Regions from separate parts of the Mus musculus genome. Here region 2 is linked to region 1. A link is a contact called in public HiChIP or PLAC-seq data. All regions are on one chromosome and are shown on one strand. The core of a region is the stretch at or near the end of the contact, and the rest is flanking DNA. Distances in the headings are between cores, read along the strand shown. Region 1 holds the start of Dpm3 (dolichyl-phosphate mannosyltransferase polypeptide 3). Region 2 has its middle 15 kb from the start of Pmvk.

Region 1 (5,861 bases), core at 885-3,384:
CCAACCTTCCAGGAATCCTCACCAGCTTAATCCGCCTCGGGCTTTTCTGCAAGTACCCTCCAGAGCAAGACAGGAAGTACCGCCTCCTGCAGACCTGACCCCAGGCACCCGAGTGCCAACTGGATACCAAACAGAGCTCCTGTTTCTGCTGGTCCTTGTGACCAGTTCCATGGATGCAATAGGTTGTGAGAAAAAGATGACTTTGAAACTAAAGGGACCAAAGATCTTTCCTTAGATCAGATAGGACCTGTGGGATGAAATCACATTTTTACAGGAGATCATCTTTTCTCATTTCGGAGGCTGAGGTGGTATTAGAATGTGCCTTAAAATAAACTGTTCCCCACCCCTGCCTGCAGAGTGATGTGTTCTTCGCCATTCCCAACCTGCCTGACTTGACAGACAGAGGGCCTACTGCCTGGGGGGCCTGTAGGATTGGCTCAGAAAAGGGATTTGAAAGAACTAGAAGTTAGGACTGGAGAGATGGCTCAGTGGTTAAGAGCACTGACTGCTCTTCCCAAGGTCCTGAGTTCAATTCCCAGCAACCACATGGTGGCTCACAACCATCTGTAATGGGATCTAATGCCCTCTTCTGGTGTGTCTGAAGATAGCTACAGTGTACTCACACACATAACATAAATATTTTTTGTTGTTTTTTTGTTTTTCAAGACAGGGTTTCTCCGTGTGGCCCTAGCTGTCCTGGAACTCACCCTGTATACCCGGCAATAAATCTTTAAAAAACAAAAAACAACTAGAAGTTAGAAAGATCCAGGAAGTCCTTTTAAAAAGAAAAGAAACCTGGCAGTGGTGACACACGCCTTTAATCCCAACACTTGGGAGGCAGAGGTAGGCGGATTTCTGAGTTCGAGGCCAGCCTGGTCTACAGAGTGAGTTCCAGGACAGTCAGGACTGCATGGAGAAACTCTGTCTCAAAAAACAAACAAACAAAACAAAAAAACAACCAACTTGAAAGCTGTGAAGAATGGAAGGAAGTTAGGGACCCATGCTTCCTGCGCAGCCTTGTATGGGAAGCCTCGCAGCACTTCCAAGGTTGAAGCTGAAGCGGGAGGACCACAGGTTGAGGGCAGCCTGGGTAGCACGACAGGGTTGGTTGTAAGCCAGGTTGAACTACTTATTAAAACCATATATATTAAAACCATATACACAAGTAAACAAACCTGTTTTGGGGATATAGTTCAGTTGTGGACTTCCAAGTTTGAAGCCCAGCATGACATAAACTAGTCTAGTCATGGTGGGTTTAGCCTGTAATTAGAGACGTTAGAATCGAGATAATCCACAGCCATATGGCTGGGGTCAAGGCCAGTCTAGGGTACATGGCATCCTATTTCAAACAGAAAAAAAATCTTGAGAAGGGAACAGAACACCATCAAAATGCAAAGCTAAGTAAGGCCTGGTAAGGTGGTTCTCCTGCCCCCTCACCTCTTGACCTCTAGTATATAGAATCCCCATCCCACCCCCCACCCCACCGCTATCCTCCATACTCAAAACTACACAAGATTAGAAAATAAAACTGCATTTTAATGCGGAATGAGGAAAGATGTCCAGACTGGAATGGGTTTAGGTGTCAGAAGCGCAGCCCCCTGCGTGCTAAATCAGCTCGGGCCTCCACGATCTGGCTCTGCAGCTCTCGGGCAGCGTCCTCGCAGTCGTGAAATGTAGCTACGCGATAGCCCACCGTGCCCAGGGCATAGCAGCCAGCGGAGACCAACAGGTAGGCAGGCAGTGGCCACAGGACCTCTCGGCAGGGGAAAGGCAACTCCAAGCCCAGTGCTCCCATGGTCAGGGCAGCCCAGGCAGAGCCCAGGAGAGCCAGTCCCCAAAGCCACTGTGTTAACTTCGTCATGTTGGCTGCAGGGAGAAAAATCAAAGCTAAGGGTTCTTTCTACCGATCCCCGCTCTGCATCTGACATTTATTCCCAGTCTCCGCCACCCATTTCCGTCTTTCCACTCTGCCCGCCACCTAAGCGTACCTCCGTGTGCCGCGCTGACAAGGCCCGCATCAGCATCCGGAAGTCCCTTTCTACTACCGCCCTTTTTCCGGGCTGCCTTCTGGGAACTGTAGTTCTTAGGACAATTTCGGCCGCGCTCAGATCCAGGTTGGTTATACACTGCTCTTCGAAAATCTGAGTTCAGAAGAGTTTTTGCCGTTTTGTTCTGGAGACCCACATCGATACCGGCTGGAACTTGTGGACAATCGGAGGATACCCCGAAACGCTGCGTTAAGATGGGAATGTTACATCGCCCCCCTTAAACTAGATTCTCCAGTGCAGAAAGCCCACTCATTCAATTATTCAAGCATTCTTCCAACACACCCATCAATCAGCAAACATGAACAGGCCGCCTCACACCTGCTAGGCAAGTTCTCAACCACTGAGCCCTTTTATATTTTGAAACAGGATTTTACAGAGTACCCGGAATAAACTTGAACTCCAGTCTGAGATCCTGTCTTGAAGAAATAGGCTGGTCATGTCAAATTGAACTGCAAATCACAGGCCCATATACCTGTGATTCCAGGGCAATTCAACAGAAGAAGAAAGAAGACCATGACCATTACAGGATATGATAAAGGGTTGGTTGCTAGGGGATGGAGAGGTGGCTCAGCAGTTAAGAGCACTGGCTGCTCTATCAGAAGATCCTAGTTCAATTCTCAGCACCCACATGACAGCTCACAGCTGCCTGTAACTCCAGTTCCAGAGAATCTGACACCCTCACACAGACATACACGCAGGTGAAACATCAATGTGCATAAAATAAAAAAAAAATTTTTTTTTAATAAAAAGGGGTTGGTTGCCTTTAGGTAGCAATAACAGTTTAAATAAAACAAGGGGGTTTTCTTTGGCTTGATTTTTGGTTTGTTTGGGTTTTAAATCTTTATTTATGTGTGCATATGTGTGTCTATCTGAGCGTATACTGGATACATTTAGGTGCCTGCAGAAGCCAGAAAAGCTGGAGTTACAGGTAGTTGTGAGCTGTCTGACACTGGAGCTAGGAACCAAACTCAGGTCCTCTGGAAGAGCAGCAAGCACACTTAACAGCTGAGCTGTTTCCAGCCTGGTTGGTATTCGTTTTGTTTTGAGACAGAGTCTAATGTAATGTATTCCAGGCTGGCCTAGAGCATGGGATGTAGCTGAGGATGGCCCTGAACCCTTGTTACTCCTGCCTCTGCTTTCCCAGTGCTAGAATTAAATGTGTGTGTTACCAAACCTTCCTTAAAGCAATTCTGTTGTTGGAAAAACGAGTAAATGAGGAGTGAAAAAGTCCTGAGGACATCCACATGATCCCAAGGCTCAGGAGGCAGGGCTGCTCCAAGTTCAAGGCCAACATGAACTACATAAGGAAGGCCCTGATTTAAAGGGAAAAAAATCTAGTCTGAGTGGATTGAGGGTCCACTTGGAAATCACAAAGCGGGGACAGAAGTAGACTGTAACTCCAAGACCTCACACAGACTCACGTGCAGGCTAAACACCAGTGCACATAAAATAAAAATTAACAAATGTTCAAAGACCCATTGTTCAAAGCTTTGTAGCTGGATTGGAAATTTAGTTTACTTTGGTATGTCAAAAGGGAATCCAGAGGGGCTGGAGAAATGGCTCAGCAGTTAAGAGCTCTGGCAGCTCTTCTAGAGGATCCTCTGAGCTCCATTCCCAGCACCCACATGATGTCCTTAACCATCTGTAACTCCAGTTTCAGAGCGTCTGACAACACTTTATGACTTCCCGAGGCACCAGACACATACTCAGACATACATGCAGGCAAAACACCCATCCATGTAAAATAAAAGAGAAACAAACCAAACCCTTATTTCCTCAAAGCCTTCAATGTTAATCAACAATTATTATTTATAAAACAAAAACAAAAAACATGTTACTGAGACAACAGACAAGAGTAAAATGTGCCGTTTTCTTTTTTCCCCTTTCTTTCCTTTCCCTGAGACAGGGTTTCTCTGTGTAGCCCTGGCTGTCCTGGACCTCTTGTTCTGTAGCCTAGGCTAGCCTGAAACTCACAGAGATCCTCCTGCCTCTGCCTCCTGCTGGGTTCAAAGGTGTGCACCACCACATCCTGGCCTCAATTAAAAAGTCATTTATTAATTTTTATTTTACATGCATTGGTGTTCTGCCTGCGTGAAAGTTTGTGTGAGGGTGTCAGAGCTTGGAGTTACAGACAAGGGTGAACTCAGCCAGCTCTCCAGCCCTTCAGAATTTTTAATCATAATTTAAATTTGTTTTGAGAGTATAATTATGCTACTTTTCCTCCTCCATTTCCTTCCTCCAATCCCTCCCTTGCTCTCTCTCAATGTATGGCCTCTTTTTATTTTTTTAGATTTATATTCTCCGTGTATCAACGGTATGCCTCTATGTATGAATTCATCACACGTGTGCCTGCTACCCAAGGAGGTTAAAAGAGGGTGTCAGATCCCCTGGACCAGAGTTACTGATGGTTATAAGCAAAGTGGCAGTGACTGGACCTGGATCTGTTACAAGAACTGTACATGATCATGGTTTTGTTGTTGTGATTTTTTTTTTTCAAAACAGAGTTTCTCTATATATCCTTAGCTGTCCTGGGACTTAGTCCATATACCAGGCTAGTCTCGAACTCAGAGATCAGTGTTCCTCTGCCTCTGAGTGCTGGGATGAAAGGCATGTGACATCACATGATCTTAACATCTATATATAGAGAGATTTGAGGCCTCATGAGTTTTCCCCCTTCCAGGTTAGCATGTCCATTATGTCTCTTAGTGTGGTGGTTTAGCCAATCGTGTTGATGAGACTTCATGCAAGTAGCTTCTACATTTCTAGAAGATGAAATCTCACAGCTGATTCACTGGTTCTCTCTCTCTCTCTCTCTCTCTCTCTCTCTCATAATTTATTTATTTTTCATTTACTTGCATTGGTGTTTTGCCTGCATGTATGTCTGTGTGAGGGAGTCAAATCACTTGGAACTGGAGTTTCAGACAGTTGTTAGCTGCTATGTGGGTGCTGGAATTGAACCCCTAATCTTTCATTAGAAGAACTGCCAGTGCTCTAAACCACTGAGCCATCTCTCCAACCCCTCAAACATCTCTCTTCCTTCCTTCCTTCCTTCCTTCCTTCCTTCCTTCCTTCCTTCCTTCCTTTTTTTTTTTTTTTTAAGTTTTCTCTCTAGCCTTGCTTTGTGGCCTGTACCAGGCTGGCCTGATGCTCAGGCTCCTGGGATAGCATTCAACTGAACTCTTCACATTCCTCCTGAGCTCATTTTCACACCAATAGCAATGTAAAAATTAAATATTAAATTAGCTAAAACTGCCGGGCAGTGGTGCTGCATGCCTTTAATCCAGGCACTTGGGAGGCAGAGGCAGGTGGATTTCTGAGTTCAAGGCGAGAAAAAAAAAAATTTAGCTAACGCTTAGAATACATTTAAGTCAAGGAGGTAAGGTAAGACTGTGTGTTAGGAAAATGAGAATCAGTGACAATTAAATCTTCCTTCTATGGCGAGTCTACTAGGAGGCCGTGCCAGTGGGCACAAAGGTCATCACCTAAATAGATAAATAAATAAATGAAATCGGAAGGAAGGAAGGAAGGAAAGAAAAACAATCATATATTATTTAGAAATAGAGAGGAAAATCTTAGGAGCAGCAGCTTTGGGATGAGAGACAGGAGTTCAGCAGAGGAGGGGGAGGCAGAGCTAGTTTTCATTAGATACTTGTAAAACTGACCCACTTCCATAACTATGTAAGTAAGTTCCTTTGTTAAAGACAGTTCCTTAAAGAAGAATGCCTGCCCGCAGTGACAACCTCCCTATGAGAACACGCCCCTCACAAAGGTTCTCCTCCATCCCTCTCCAGAAATACAAGCCGTGCCTAAAGG
Region 2 (5,861 bases), core at 1,533-4,032, 210 kb before region 1:
TGATGATGATGGTGTTTGTTGTGACAGACAGGGTTTCTGCAGACCAGGCTGGTCTGGAACTCCTCCATCTTCCTGCCTTTGCCTCCCGTGTGTTGGGATTAAAGGTGAGCGCCACCACTCCCCAGGCTGCCTTTTCCTCTGTTCAGAAACATTTGTGGAGACCTCTTATGTACTAGGGCAAAAGAATCAATAGAGTATAAGCCAAGAAAAACATCCCTGAATTGTTCTCAGTGTGGTGGGGCACTAGGAAATGCAGAGAGGTGCCTCTGCCCTCTTCAAGTCATGGGTTCCAAACCCAAAGCATCCGGGAGGGGCACTGCAGACAGAACAGGCGTGGGCGTGGCAGAAGGCGTGGGCCTTGCAGCTAAGGCCTGTGGCTGTGCTGTGTTGAGATGATTGACTGGTAATCCAGGCTAGCTTTAAACTCTTCCATGGTGGTTCTTCTGCCTCATTTTCCAGAGTGTTAGGATTATAGATCTGTACCACCACATTGAGATAAAGGCGACTTTATTTATTAGTATACGTAAGTACACTGTAGCTGTCTTCAGAAGCACCAGAAGAGGGTGTTAGATCTCATTATGGGTGGTTGTGAGCCACCATGTGGTTGCTGGGAATTGAACTCAGGCCCTCTGGAAGAGCAGTCAGTGCTCTTACCCGCTGAGCCATCTCGTCAGCCCTAAAGGTGACTTTTTAATTGCCTCTTTATGCCAGGCATGGCACACATGCCTGTTACCCCAGTACTCGGGAAATATGGGCAAGAAGGTTGAGAGAGTGTTCAAGGCCAGCCTCCACTGTAGGAAGTTTGATGCTGACATGGACTACATTTGACTTTGTCTCAGAAAAAATAAAAAAATAAAAGTCCTTGCCTAGAGCTGAGAGATGCTCTAAAGATGCTGGAGAGATTCTTTTTTAGCAAAGAAAGGAAAAGAAACGAAGGGTTGGGGGAGAAAGTTAAGGGAGGAGAAGATCCTGGGACTGATTAACGTAGAGCAAAGTTCAGTCTTGTGGTATTAAGACAGCTGAAGAGCTCACCCATCGGCCTTTCCTTTCACCACAGTTAGCACCAAATTTCCTTTTGCTTCCAAAACCCAAACCTACGCTGAAGGGAAAGGGAGCCTGTAACAACACTGAAGCCAAGTCTTCAAATCGAGACGGAGCGCTCAAAGACACCTGAAGAACAGCCCCAAAGCCAAGGTGAACAGAGTCCAGGCCCACTTACTCGTCCATCTCATCACTCACTAAAGCCTTACTGGGGACGATGAGCTGCCAACAGTTTCCCCTTAGTACACGCCCTTGTTCTTTCTACCTTAGAGAATGCCAGAAGTTGAATCTCAAAAATGAAAGGAACAGAATCCAAACCCATCCCTGCAGGGAAATGGGGTTACCTTCAAAAGAACAAAAGCGAAGGTGTCCTTAGACTCTGGACGTAACATCAGCAGATGACAGAACCAGGTCGTGGGTCCTCTGCCAGCCACGTCACTGTGCATGCGCAGACACGACAGAATATCATTCTTTCTCATGAGTGGGTTCAGAAAATCTCTCCCCCTGTCCTATTTACATCTTTTTTTAACTTGTGTGTGTGCCCATGAGCACATGGGATCAGAGGACAGCTGGTGGCAGTCTATTCTCTCCTTCCATCATGGGAGTCCAGGGCTTGGACTTAGGTCACCAGGCCTGACAAGAGCCTCTATCCTCAGCGCCATCTCAATGGCTTATTTGAATTTCCTGTTGCGCAGTAAATATAAAATATAAATACATGTGGTTTTGATACATTGCTCTCAAACTAGAGATCTTCTTGCTTCAGGCTCCCAAGTGCTAGGACTATAGGCATGTACCATCTTGGCCAGCTCTCCAGTTGATTTTGTTTATGAGAGGACTTTATTCCATGGCTCAAACACCTGGCAACCCTCTGTTTGACCCCCTAAGAATTTATTTACCAGTTCTAGTGGCTTCTTTTGAATATTCCACCTAGTTTTCTTTCTTATTTTCTCTGTCTCTCCTTCTTCTTCTTCTTCTTCTTCTTCCTCTTCCTCTTCCTCTTCCTCTTCCTCTTCCTCTTCCTCTTCTTCTTCTTCTTCTTCTTCTTCTTCTTCTTCTCCTTCTTCTTCTTCCTCCTTCCTCTCTCTCTCTCTCTCTCTCTCTCTCTCTGTAGGCCAGAATTAGATCTTAGGTATCTTTCTCATTTGCTCTTCATCTTACATTTTTCTACTGTCATTGTGTGTACAACGTGTCTAGTTGCTAGGTGTGGTGATGCATGCCTTTAACTCCAGGACTCAAGAGACAGGGGAGGCAGCAGGTCTCTGTAAGATGGTAACCAGTCTGGTCTACGTCATAAGCTCCAGGCTAGCCAGACTAACAGACTAGCCTGTCTTAAAAGGGGGAGGGGGGGGCTGGAGAGATGTATCAGAGGTTAAGAGCACTGGCTGCTCTTCCAGAGGTCGAGTTCAATTCCCAACAACCACATGGTGGCACACGATCATCTATAATGAGATCCGGTCCCTTCTTCTGGACTGCAGACATACATGCAGGCAAAATGCTGTATACATAATAAATAAATAAATCTTAAAAAAAAAAAAACAAAAACAAAAACAGACTTCCATGGTCCATCCTTTTCCCAGAAGCCATGCTGGTTCGTGGCCTGTGCTTTGGCTGAGGGCTTTGTTGATGACTGTAGTCTGTACTGACACCGGAGACCAAATGGAGGTCCTTAGCACGATGCTAGAGATCATGTGGATGTTTGTGGTCTCTGCTGTTGCCAGAAACCATGTGAAAACCCAGAATCCACGTCCTCACTGCCTGGGAAGGACAAGGAAGCTGCTTTTGTGGTGTTCCTGACGACTGCAGACACACAGTTAGGAAAGAGGAACATAGAAGGCTTCTGTGACATTTCCCCTCCCCATACAACCCCACCGCCCAAAAGAGTAATAGCCTGAAAAAGGAAACCATTGAAAAGAACTCTTAAAAATTGTGAGCCAGGCAGTGGTGGTGCACACCTTTAATCCCAGCACTTGGAAGGCAGAGGCAGGCAGATTTCTGAGTTTGAGGCCAGCCTGGTCTACAGAGTGAGTTCCAGGACAGCCAGGGCTATACAGAGAAACCCTGTCTCAAAAAAAAAAAAAAAAAAAAAATTATGATAGGAAGGATGGAGGGATGGCTCAGTGGTTAAGAGCGCTGACTGCTCCTCCAGAGGTCCTGAGTTCAATTCCCAGCAACCACATGGTGGCTCACAATCATCTATAGCGGGATTCAATGCCCTCTTCTGTCTGATGCTGTCTTCTGTCATGCAGGATATGTGCAAATAGAGTGCATACATACATACATACATATGTCTTAGAAACTGTGATAAGGATGCTGAAGTATGGCTCTCCACAACTGATGGCTTCTGGTGGGGGTCTGGGTGGAGAAGGGTTCATCTTCCCTTGGGGGCTGGCCCCTGGAGTCTCTCCATGCTCCAGTGAGCATATGAACAACACAAAATGGACTTGGTGTTCTTTTCCTTCTTTTTCTTTTGCAGGGAGAGGCCACAATGGAGGGGGATTGGAAATAAGCACGCCCGGGTCCACGACATGAAATGCCCAAATAATTAATAAAAATATGTTGGAAAAATATGTTGGAAAAGGAAGAGGAAGGAAAAAGAAAAAAGCAAAGGAAGGAAAGGAAAGAAGAGAGGAAACAAAGCAGTGGCCGGAGAGACGGCTCAGTGGTTAAAAGCACTGGCTGCCCCTGTAGAAAGCCCAGGTCCAATTCAGAACCTCCACAGTGGCTCACAAAGGTCTGTAACTCCAGGGATCTGAGCCCCTCATCCTTCCCCCGTGGCACTGTGTGTACCAGATGCACAGAAACACATGCAGGCAAACACTCAGACACATCAAAATGAATAAATGAGTCTTTAAATGTGTGTGGCCACAGGTGTGGCAAGGTGACCATCTCCGTGGAGTTGGTCCCCTCCTTCCACCTTTGACGTGACTTCCAGGCAGCAGGACTGGCCCTCCAGATGCTTCACCCGGTCTTTACCTAGCGGTGGAGACCTCAACTCAGGTCCTAGGGCTTGCAGAGCCAGCTCCCCAATCCCCAAGAATCCACAAAGTTTTCTACATAAACGACCAAGTTTTCTAGATGTTGTTGGTTCCTTTTTAAATTCTGTATCTGATTTATTTATTTATTTATGCATTTAGAGAAACATATGCATCCCGAGGCACAAGTGTGGCGGTCCGAGGCCAGCGCTAGGAATCCAGTTCCCTCTCCCCACCACGTGGGTTCCAGGGATCAAACTCAAGTCCTCAGCCTTGGTAACCAGCTCTTTACCCAGCGAGCCATCTGGCTGTCTCCAGATGCTGTTGGTTTCTTTGTCACAGCACTATCTAGAGCAGTGGTTTCTACCCTCCTAAAGCTGGGACCCTTAACTTCCTCTTCCTAATGTTGGAGCCTTTAACATATTTCCTCGGGTTGTAGTGACCCTCAACCCTTTGCTGCTCTTATGAATTATAATGTAAAGATCTGATATGCAGAGTATCTGATATGTGACCCCTGTGAAGGGGTTGTTTGACCTGTTGCCTGCAGGTTTGGAGGTTTGGTTTTTATCTTCTAGAAGGCTGACTATTTTGTGATTTGTGTTTTGAGACTGGTCGCGAAAGGAGCCCGGACTGGCTTTGAACTTCCCTGGTAGCCTAGCCAGGTGTGGTTTAATCCCAGTGCTCAGGAGGCAGAGACAGCAGGATCTGCCTTAGGAAATTCTGAGACAGCCAAAGCTCCAGAAAAAGAACTCACTACTTAGCCAAGGCTGACCTTGAACTCATAATCCTCCTGCTTCGGCCTCCTGCGTGGGTCTGCAGGAGTGTTCCACTACACCCAGGCTTTCAGTAGAAGGTCAGTATCAGACTGGGGGCATGCCATTCTATTTCTAGTTACCCAGAGATTTCATCAAATATGAACACAAAAATAAAATGCCAGCAAGGCCCTCTTTTCTGGCTGGAACCATGCAGGCCTTTTCAAGAAAGAAAAAAAAAATACATTCCTGCTGTGCCAGGAACCTTTAAAAAAAATTAAAAATTTAAAAAAAAAAAAAAAGGTTTTGCAGAGTTGAAGGTCAAGTGACTTTAAAAGAAATTTTCCCAAAGGCTGCTTTGAAAGACAAGGAGAAACATATCTTCAGGGAGGGGGAAAAATCTAAGAGCTGAAGAGATGCCTCAGTGATTAGAGCACTGGCTTCTTTTCCAGAGGTCCCAGGTTCAGTTCCCAGCACCCATGTGGTGACCCACATCTCCGATTCCAGGGAATCTGATGGCCTCTTCTGGCTTCAACAGGCACCAGGCATAAACATGGTGCAGACTCACAAAGGACCCATGCATATAAATTAAAGAAAAATAGAAAATAAAATAAAAGACTAAGCACTATCACAAGGGACACCAGCAAGTGTGCAGAACTGAGAGGTGAAGGGACAGAAAGGCACGAAAGGCTGGAGTGCGGGACAGTTTCACTAATGAGAATTTGCCTTGCCTCGGAGGGCTGAATCAGCCAATCAGATTCTTCCATCTACGGTGCAGACAACTTGGCTCTCCCCAGCTTTTATTTCTTGTTCTGAGCCCCATGAAGCCTCTTAGCGGTCCCTTTGCATGTGTCCCCCTTACCCATCAAATCCATGTCACCCTTCCCACCGCCCTAGTGAGAGACTTAGTCTTTCCTGTGAGGTTTACTGCCCAACCCCAACCCGGGGGTTATCCCACTGTTATCCGCCCATCACAATTACTGGCTAGTCCCTTCCGTGGGACTCAGTCCTCCCCGTACCTCAGCCCGTGTTGGTAGGTAAAGAACTATGCCCTCTCAGAAGCGCTGCCCCCTCTCAACTCCAAAGCCCTTTCTGC

Evidence for each region. HiChIP or PLAC-seq counts read pairs in DNA pulled down with a chosen protein or histone mark.
Region 2: an H3K4me3 HiChIP or PLAC-seq map of bone marrow-derived macrophages shows a contact between it and region 1, with 2.6 times the contacts expected there. The contact joins the enhancer-like site here to the promoter of Dpm3 in region 1. A contact is called at or near these places in 4 of 39 promoter capture datasets (the 3T3-L1 cell line, liver and neutrophils), 1 of 15 datasets of contacts at CTCF or cohesin (embryonic stem cells), 8 of 484 Hi-C or Micro-C datasets (CD4 T cells, the G1E-ER4 cell line, the HL-1 cell line and 5 more), 6 of 115 datasets of contacts at active chromatin or transcription factors (bone marrow-derived macrophages, embryonic stem cells, microglia and 1 more) and 4 of 9 other capture datasets (adipose tissue, embryonic stem cells, liver and 1 more).

Annotation. Positions count from the first base shown.
Region 1 is chr3:89,262,734-89,268,594 of GRCm38.p6, reverse strand. Dpm3 (dolichyl-phosphate mannosyltransferase polypeptide 3) reads right to left here and starts at 2,134. Exons shown (of 2, transcript NM_026767.4): 1 at 1,989-2,134; 2 at 1,516-1,866. The coding sequence starts at 1,861. The coding sequence ends at 1,583. It overlaps Slc50a1 (solute carrier family 50 (sugar transporter), member 1), which reads left to right. Exons shown (of 6, transcript NM_009057.3): 6 at 1-349. The coding sequence ends at 98.
Region 2 is chr3:89,470,977-89,476,837 of GRCm38.p6, reverse strand. No RefSeq gene overlaps it. Among named protein-coding and RNA genes, the nearest start is that of Pmvk, 15 kb to the right of the region's middle. Within about 2 kb of position 2,782, at least 10 of the 459 cell types and tissues checked have an H3K27ac peak or open chromatin away from gene starts, as enhancers often do. A contact at or near this core is called in bone marrow-derived macrophages, where this site is marked.